3 separate regions of the Sus scrofa genome follow, and regions 2 and 3 are each linked to region 1. Evidence: chromatin contacts called from public promoter capture Hi-C data. All regions are on one chromosome and are shown on one strand. Each heading gives the region's core, a stretch centred on a gene start, on an enhancer-like site or on the middle of the called end of the contact. The rest is flanking DNA. Distances are from core to core; before and after follow the strand shown. Region 1 holds the start of PARM1 (prostate androgen-regulated mucin-like protein 1). Region 2 holds the start of RCHY1 (ring finger and CHY zinc finger domain containing 1). Region 3 has its middle 52 kb from the start of RCHY1.

What was found. Promoter capture Hi-C pulls out the DNA fragments that hold promoters and counts their contacts.
Region 2: a contact with region 1 is called in a promoter capture Hi-C map of fetal skeletal muscle, with 6 times the contacts expected there. The contact joins the promoter of RCHY1 here to the promoter of PARM1 in region 1. A contact is called at or near these places in 3 of 5 promoter capture datasets (fetal skeletal muscle and liver), 9 of 47 Hi-C or Micro-C datasets (embryonic fibroblasts, epiblast stem cells, fetal skeletal muscle and 4 more) and 2 of 2 datasets of contacts at active chromatin or transcription factors (alveolar macrophages and skeletal muscle).
Region 3: a contact with region 1 is called in a promoter capture Hi-C map of fetal skeletal muscle, with 7 times the contacts expected there. The contact joins the enhancer-like site here to the promoter of PARM1 in region 1. A contact is called at or near these places in 4 of 5 promoter capture datasets (fetal liver, fetal skeletal muscle and liver), 19 of 47 Hi-C or Micro-C datasets (alveolar macrophages, brain, embryonic fibroblasts and 12 more) and 2 of 2 datasets of contacts at active chromatin or transcription factors (alveolar macrophages and skeletal muscle).

Annotation. Positions count from the first base shown.
Region 1 is chr8:70,786,609-70,789,533 of Sscrofa11.1, forward strand. It overlaps PARM1 (prostate androgen-regulated mucin-like protein 1), which reads left to right and starts at 1,526. Exons shown (of 5, transcript NM_001243716.1): 1 at 1,526-1,839. The coding sequence starts at 1,797.
Region 2 is chr8:71,180,256-71,183,180 of Sscrofa11.1, forward strand. It overlaps RCHY1 (ring finger and CHY zinc finger domain containing 1), which reads right to left and starts at 1,554. Exons shown (of 9, transcript NM_001097490.1): 1 at 1,465-1,554. The coding sequence starts at 1,554. THAP6 (THAP domain-containing protein 6) reads left to right here and starts at 1,697. Exons shown (of 5, transcript XM_003482412.4): 1 at 1,697-1,789; 2 at 2,673-2,775. The coding sequence starts at 2,696.
Region 3 is chr8:71,128,108-71,131,032 of Sscrofa11.1, forward strand. No RefSeq gene overlaps it. Among named protein-coding and RNA genes, the nearest start is that of RCHY1, 52 kb to the right of the region's middle. Within about 2 kb of position 1,359, at least 1 of the 83 cell types and tissues checked has an H3K27ac peak or open chromatin away from gene starts, as enhancers often do. A contact at or near this core is called in fetal skeletal muscle, where this site is marked.

The DNA.
Region 1 (2,925 bases), core at 276-2,775:
CATAATCACACTGATTACACAAGAAACCAGAAGGACTTGAAGGTCAAAAGCATTAAGAGAACTTGTTTAATAAATTGCATTTGCAGTTTCTTTGGCCGGGGTGGTTGGATGGGAGGGCATTTGGTTGTAATATTTCTACTCCTCATTTCACCGAGAATCAATACATGTACCAAGACAAAAGAAACACTATGAGCTCAGTTTAATCCAGCTGTGGAAGTGTGACAAGTGGTAATGGTGGGGTCAGTGAGAGGAACTGATATCATCACAGACAAAGCCGGGAGGCCCCAAAGAGTGAGAAAAGAAAACCCGAGGCTCTCTCTAGGAGGTAAGAAGTCACAGAAGAAGAAAACTCTTCTCCAGAGCTAGTGATGGTCCTGAACAAACCAGTTCTTTAGGGATGCCCCTTAATTCCTGCAGCATCCCATCTCCAGGGACTAGGGGACCACCGGGCTCCTAATACATACATTGGGAGCTGCTCTGGCATCTGGTCTGGCTGAGGTATAGAAATAAGCAGCTCTAAGGTGGTGGAAGCATTAAGAGAAGGGTCAGCTTTGATCTGTGTGAACACACAGAGACTTCGGACTTTGAAAAAGGAGCATAGTACAGAGATGACCCAGAGTTCGCGGGCATGTGTTTTATCTGTACCATTAGCTGGTTGTGTGACCTTGGGCAAGTACTTAAACCTCCAGACGCTTTCATTTTCTCCCCTGGAAATGAAGACATAAGAGTGCCCACATCAAAGGACTGTTCTGAGACCATGACTGGGTTGATACCTGTACAGCGCAGTCGTCCAGCACGCAGACATTCTCAGGAAATGTCAGCCTTTGGTATTATGCCCTGGTGCACAAACTCTTCAATTACGGGATTCAGTCTTTACTAGCCATGTGATCCTGAGCACATCACTTCTCTTCTCTGTGCATTAGTTTTCTCATCTACAAAATGGAATAAGAATTCTTATGTCCCAGGGTCGTTGGAAGGTATCACGATACAACATGAAATGGGGTGCCTGGCTCTGAATGGGCCCATGAACCACTGTTACCTGACATTAATACTGTTTCTTCTAGAAAGAAGCTGAATATGATAACAGACACCCTGACTTAGGCACCAGGAAATGCAGTGGGGTTGAACGTGTGCGAAGGTTTAATGTATACGCAGGAACATCCGGAGAAATGAAGGAAAAGGAAAAGGTTCTCATACTTGGAAAGAAATGTAATACGTTCTCTTAGGAAGTGGGGTCTTGGCTCTTGGAGGTGGCATAACCTGTTTAAAGGTTATCACCCACATAAGAAAAGGTGAGATAAATTCTTGAGGGCAGAAATCCGCTCCCATTACACTGCGTTCCCTTAGCTCCCAGCACAGGCCTAGCGGCCCCAAACATTCGCTGAACCCGCTCAAAACTCGGATCTCCCGCCCCGACTGTCCAGCAGAGGCCGCCCTGGGCCAGGACTCCCGGGACCTGAACGCCGCCGGGAGAGGAAAGGCCAGGGGTGGCCTTGTCATCGCCGCGGGGCCTGGGTGGGAGGGGTTTGGCGGCGGCAGTCGGGCGGCGGAGGCGGCCCCCGGCTCCCGCGGCTGGGATGGAGCAGAAGCGCGCCGGGCGCCGGAGGATACGCAGCTGACGGAGCCGCGCGGCGCTCGCCTCTCTTCCCCTCCCGCCGCCCGAGCCGCCCCGGCCGCCCGGCTCCCACAGTAGCCAACCGGGCAGAGGAGGAGCCGCCCGCGCCCGGTGCGCTCTGTCAGTCCTGGCAAACTCTCCTGCCGCCCGCGCCGGGTTTGGCACTAAGCACCACGGTACCATGGTCCGCAAGACGCTCTTCGCTCTCTTCATCGTCACAGCAGGTATTTTGGGGGCGCCGTCCTGCCAGGAAGGGCCGGGGCGACACGGGCCGCACGGCCAGCGCTGGGGCGGGGGCTCGAGCGGGGAGACCGGGAAGTAAGTCGCGCCGGTAGCCGGAGTGGCGCGAGCCTCCGGTGTTGCGCAGAGATATGTGCGCACTTGGATTTGGGGTGATGAGCATTTGGGGAGCTCCTGGGCCGAGCCGGACTGAGGGGGTGACTGGGTTCTTCCGGCCGCCGCTCGCTCTCACACGAACTCCGGGCTTTGGGAAACAGGTGGCTGCGCGACGCTTTTGAACCCGGGGTTGGCGACACTGACTGCGACTAGAGGCTTCTCGGGTCTCTGAGCACACCCGCCCAAAGTTGGGCACCAGACTTCTTGACGCGGTTGGACCCGAGAGGGATGAGAAGAAGAATCAGGGAGGGGTGGCATCTGGGAAAGCTAATGCTCGGGCCGTGCGCCCTGCGGGGCTGGTTTGCTTTTCCCCAGACTTGGTGGGCTCTGGTCTCTGGCCTCTGGCGTCCCTTCCTAGTTAACGCTTGGGGATGATGCGGCGCTAACAATCCCAAGGCAGCTGCTTGGATCCGGCGGCTTAAGCTCGCTATCACCGCCGGGGTGGCAATTTTACCCTGTGGCCCGGAGCTCCCCCGAATGCGTGCCCTGGCAGAAACTGCTAACTTGGCTCCTTGGGGATGGCTTCCCACGCGCACCGCGCGGGTCTCTGGACCACGGACGGCAGCGGCCTCTAGGCGGGAGCTGGGGAGAAAGGAGCGGGAGGACCGAGCTCGGCCTGGTGGGCGCCGAGGAGAGAGTCAGAAGAGCGCTTTGAGTCTGAGATTAGGGTGCCCAATTTTTGCAGAAAATGCAGGCCGACTGTGGATCAGGCACCGGTAGAAAAATCAGCCTGCGTGCGCGGTACACTGTTATGTTTAGATAAAAGAATATTTCAAGGCCACATCCACAAACCATTGATTCATGCTAGTAGTCCGTGTATCTGTATCTATATCTATATCTGTTTTTCCTCCTGAATTGCTTGGTTCCTGCAATTGTGGACACAAGAAGCTAGGGGTTTCCTGGCAGCTGACAAA
Region 2 (2,925 bases), core at 304-2,803, 390 kb after region 1:
TGTTGCAACATCTCGCATCTCAAGGCGGGGGGACACGATCGCACATCTTGCAGCAACCAGAGCCTCATATTTTTGCTCTCTTTTACAGCCAAACTCCAAGAATTGCCTACAAAGGCTATTTCCATTTCCATTAATCTCATCCCATATTAAATCCACTCCAATCAGGCTTTGTCCCAATCTCTCCACAGAAACTTCTCATATCAACATCACCAGTGACCTCCTTCTTGCTAAATTTAAAGGTTGATTTTCAGTTCTTATCTTACCCAAAGAGCAGCATTTGATTTAGTTGATTACTTCCTCCTTCAAACTCTACACTCCTCTCTGGTATTTAAGCAAAGAACCAAGGGGGTGTGGATAGCATTTGATACTCAGGGTCAAGTATCTTATGAATACAATGAATACTATGTATCTATGAAACACAGATGTATTTGTGCCTTTCTTGGGAAGATGAGAGGAGGAGGTCTAAAACCCCAAGGCCGAAACTCTAACACGGCATCTCAATGGAAATGGAATCTTAAGGATAGCATTCAATATCTTTACACAACCCTTGGTAAATGACCAGCCGTGAAAGAGCTTCATCCAGTGCAGTGAAGGAATGTTCACCAAACCACAGCCTACAGCAGAGGCTTTAGGTTGTCTCAAAACCTCAAACTTATTTATGAAAGAGGAACTTCTATCACTCCTATTTTATATGTAAATAGTAGTTTTCTCAAAAGTACCGAATTATTAAGGCGCAGAGCTAAGATTTGGCGGTAGGACTGTCGGACTCCAAAGCTCAAGCCTTCTAAGCAAAATCTTTAAGGAAGAAAAATTCTTGCAAGAAAAATAACTGGATGGATGTCAATTTTTCAAATTCGAAGCTGACTAGGAATTTTTCTTAAATAACAGAAGTAACAATACATGCCCATCAGACACTCTCCCATACATAATTTCCTATTTTGTGGCAATTAAATGACTGTCTTCCTATTTCACATATACGTTTTCTCTGCGGCAGGTTTAGGCATACTCACTGCCTCTAAAATGAAGCTGGCAAGCTGTAAAACTTATTTACTACAGGAGATGAAATCGTATGCCGATGCTCCGCTTGTTCGCCCTTCTTCCATTATTTCATCACACACCTGAAAGTGATCCCAGGGAAATGTCAGCACAGGCCTGAGGCTGCCGAAGTCCACTTCCAGAAGCGAAAGACTAAATAAAAAGAACCCACTAATAAAGTGACCTATGTGCAAGCCCAGGCTCTTCCCAAGCAAGAAGAGCTTTGCTTGCAAAGTACAACACAAGAGGAAAGGTGGGGCGTGTGGTCGCCTTGCCAAAAACGTTCTCTACGGCAGCAACCCAGCTAGACAAGGTGTCCTGACAACAGCCTAGCCTCAAACTTAAGCCCAAGCCGAACCGCTTTGCCCACCCCGCCCCCAGCTGGACCCGGCGGAAGCTCCTAGGGGAAGAGCCCAGTGAAGTCGTCACCTTCAGGAGGCATCCTCTGTCATAGTGCTCGCAGCCCCGCCGTCCGTGCTCCTGCCCGCGGCCGCCATCTTCCCGCGCCGAGGCCGCCATCTCTTCCACAGCCTCTCAAACTCCACGGCCCCTTCCCCCAGGATGAAAACTACGTCCAGAGACCCAGCTCTGCTCCAGCACCCCCCCTCCTGGCTGCTGCTGCCAGCAGAGCCAAGATGGCGGAGGGACACGTGACCCGGGGCAGCCGGATTTCCGGTTCCCGGGGCGACGGGGCGGAAGTGAAGGGAGACGCAATCTCGGTTATCGGTGTTAGTCGCTGCCTTCGCCGCTAACGGTAACAAATCTTAGGTTGTCTCTCCTTTTCTCCCCATTGCTGCCTGCCCACACCCTGGGCGTGGTTCGGCGTGAGGAGGACCGCAGCGGCGCGGAGACGCCCGGTGGCCCTAGAGGAAGGGCCGCTCTCCGGCTGCATCCACACCTGTGACTGGGCGGCCCCTCCCTTTCCCAGCCGCAGCCAGGGCCTCGAGAAGGGGGCGGAGCTCGGCCGGCCTCCGGGCTCGGATCTGGTCCCCACCGGAGCGCCGCTGCTGCTGGGCACCCGTACTTGCCAGCGTCTCACGCCCCACCTTTACCTCCTCTTCTCCTTTACGTCCGCTTCATTCCTTCAAAATGTGTAGTAACATTTACCAGCTACGCGGTGGGGACACACGTGAGAAAAAAACACAAGCCCTGCCATACTCTCATGGAACTCACCAGGCTGGTGGAGGAGGACTTTCATCAGAGAATGTGAAATAAATGTAGGAATGATTACAGCTTTGAGAAGGAGAAGTGTGTTTTCCGAGAGCTAATACTGGAGAGGAGCCGACATATCTGGGTGTCAAGGATGGTTTCCCGGGGGAAGCTCAGGAGTTAGTGTGCCAAGGCGTTGTAGCGGAGGGAACATGGTGCCTAAGGGGCTGTGGATGGGAAATGTACCAGCTACAAAACTGCAATCAGGCGCCTTGTGGCATAGCTAAATATGACTCGCTTTAGTAAAGAGACAAACCCCTCGAAAATTTTATGAGCAAAGTAAACGTTTTGGAAGAAAATACTTGCCTTTGGCTTTCTAACTGATTTCATGCTACCTAACTGAAACATACCAGAACATACTGGGAAAGGTGAATATGTTCCCCTTAGCTTTGAAGTTACTAACGCTTGCCCTTTTAATTTTCTTTCAGTTCTGTTATGAGTTGTTAACACCATGGTGAAATGTTGCTCAGCCATTGGATGTGCTTCTCGCTGTTTACCAAATTCCAAGTTAAAAGGACTGACATTTCACGTGTAAGATTCTGCCCTAGTTAATTATACCAAGTATGTTTTTGACTGTTAGAAAAGCAAAAGGCAGTTCTATTTTCATCTTCAATTTTGAACAGTAGTTCTCAAGTTCTTTTTAAATAACCTTTGTAGTTGAATTTGAAGTGACAGTGATAA
Region 3 (2,925 bases), core at 109-2,608, 340 kb after region 1:
GTAGAATCTCGGGTCCCATTCCAGACCCGCAAAACAGACTCTGTATTTTCGCAAAACCCCACCCCCCAATATCCAGTGGTCACCTGAGAGTAGCAGAGTTCTGCTGTAGTAGTTGTCACCTGCGCTGTGTTCTTGGCCCTTCTGTCTACCCTGGAGGTGACCGGAGATGGCTCCCTGGTATGCCTTGCTGCACAGCGCTCCCTGGTGGTTCTATCTGACCCAAGACGCCTGCTGGGAACTCAATGCCTTCGCGGGGCTTAGGGAGTCGACGTATGAGCGTCCCAGTTCTCCTGGCCTTAAATAGGAAAATTCTGAGTCATAGTCCACATTGTTTTTCCTAGAGGCCCCCAGGGATACTAAGCACCAGTTGCCCATGGTGATAACCCACAGTTTTCCTATCTTCCTTTGTCTCACTTCCCCACACCCTCAGCTTTGCTTCCTGGACTCACCTCCCAAACAAATCACTTTCACTCTAACCCTTGCCTGGGGATCTGCTTCTGGAAAAACGCAAATTGAGACATGTTGCTTTCCACTTCTGATAGTCCACCGTCCCTAGTCTAGCCCCGTGTATTAGTCTGTTCAGGATGCTCTAGCAAAAACCATAGACTGGGTGGCTTAAACAATAGACATTTGTTTTCTCTCAGTTTCAGAGGCTGGAAGTCTGAGATCCAGGTGCCAGCACGATCTGTTTCTGGTGAAGACACCTCCAGTTGGGAGACAGCTGCCTTCTAGCTTGTGACCAGACAAGTTAAACAAATGCCCAACAGGTCAACGAGATCATGCGAATCAGAGCAAAGAGTGAACTGTGCCACCTGGCTCCTCATTCTGGTTCTCCCACCAAGCTTGCTTTTCTGCTTGTCTGTTCAACTGAAGCATCAGAACATTAGACAGGTGATCAGTGAGGTACCGTAAGGCCGCGTCCAGGGCAGGGGAGCAAGTCCAGGAACCAGGGTCTCCAGATTCCAAGTCCAGGGTCCTTTCCAACACACCAAATGGCCTCTCCTAACAATGTCGGTAGGAGTTTTAAGAGCAATAACGAAGCCCCACAAGTTATAACATTAAACTAAAAAATGCACCTCATTCTTTGGTTCCTCTAACTTAAATCACTCTGATTACAACCCATTCGTGACAATTCACACTAATGAAAGGGAGCATTGACATAAATAATTCAGAAACTCACTAATAATCAGCCCAGCTGTAAGACACTCCTGCCAAGGGAAGCATCCCGGGAGGCCCTCCCGGCGGGGTAGGAGGCAGGCAGGACTCCCAGTGAATGCAGATGGTCTACGGTGTAGACTCAGCCTGCTGCCAGCCTCAAAAGTGGTCCCTTAGTGGTGAGGACTGGGGATGCCTTTAGTACGTGCGGTCAAGAGGCCAAGAAGACAGTCCAGGGTTTTCCAAAGCTGACCAATGTGTAGGTCTGTGCAAGTCTGTGCCAGCTTCCTAATCCAATCCCATCACTTCTGTGTTCCATGGGCTTTGCCTACAGCTGTCACATTCCCCACGGCTTCCTGCGGCCTGGGATAGTACCTTAGGGATCTGATGGAGCGCAGGGAGAAGAATGCCAAGCATCCTGTGATATGCCAGCTAGCCACTGGGCAAATGAACTCTGTTCTTATTCTCAAGGGAAAATGGGTGGGGGTGTTGCAGAATCACCTGCTGAGAAATTCCACCAATACTCTCCCACGTCCATCCCCTGTCATTCCCCTGTCCAGAGCACAATTTTGTAGGAGAATTTCCCAAGCGGATCTTGACTGAATTCACCCCCATCGCTGGAGCCACACAGCTTTACTCTGGGCTCTCTCCCAACTCGGAGATGAATTAAGTCTATGTCTACCTTCTCTGACCCAGAGAGGGGCACATTTTACAGCATTGCTGGGGAAGCATCAGCCACCACGTAAGTATTATGCTAAGAACACATCCATGTAGGTGGCACTAGCCTCAGGAATGTACTTGAGGCTTAGTTTAGATAAAACCCCAGATATTTGTGTGTTTCAAGGTGATCTTGAGTCTGTACCACCATGTCTGTAAATGCTGGAAGGAAAGAGCTGAGGAGCAGCTAGAGCCCCAACCAAGATGGCGCCACGAACGCCCCATAAGCAGTGTGACCTGATGCCAATGAATCCAGACTTTAGGAACTGTCCTGTTGTTTGACCACTGTGTAATGATTTGTTGGAGCCATAGAACAAGATCATATAGATATCTGACACCTCTTGTGACCATGTCATGTGCCCTCAGTCTACCTTTTTACCCCAGTCATTCCTGGCACAATCAACTGTGCTAAGATGAAAACTGACCGCACATTTTATCAGCTGCCCCAAAGGAACTACCCACTTTCTGCCCCCAGGCTTCTCTGCCACTGTCAGAACATTTGAGATACTGCAGAACTGCTCTTCTAATCCCACAGGTGTCCGAAAGTAGAAGGTAGTTAACACCCAAGACCACTCTTGGCCAACTGCATGTGAGAGACAGAAAATAACTTCTCCCATTGCCTGTCTTTTAGGAACACACACTGGGGTACATTTCACACAGCTCCTCGAAGTCCCTGGAAGGATCAAGCCCTGGGGTCCCATACTGGAGACTTTAATGCACCTGCTGGATTGGCTTCCTCCCCTTCCCACTTTCATGTCTCCCAATATAAACATCCTAAACACAAGACCTTGTCTCAGGCACTGCTCTCAGGAAGAACCTAGACCAACAGCTGTTACCAAACCTTCGAGATGGGATTCGAGATATGGATCTCTTGCATTGAGAGATAAAGACCCATAGCTGTCGGTAAGTAAAGAACTACAGACTCTGGCATATGCGAACTACCAAGATGTCCCTGTAGGGGACTGAGGAAAGGAGACCAAGAGAAGCACTGGAGTAGGCGCCAGCAGTGACACTAAACAGTATGGCACCCAGGATAATTATCAGGGTCTTGAA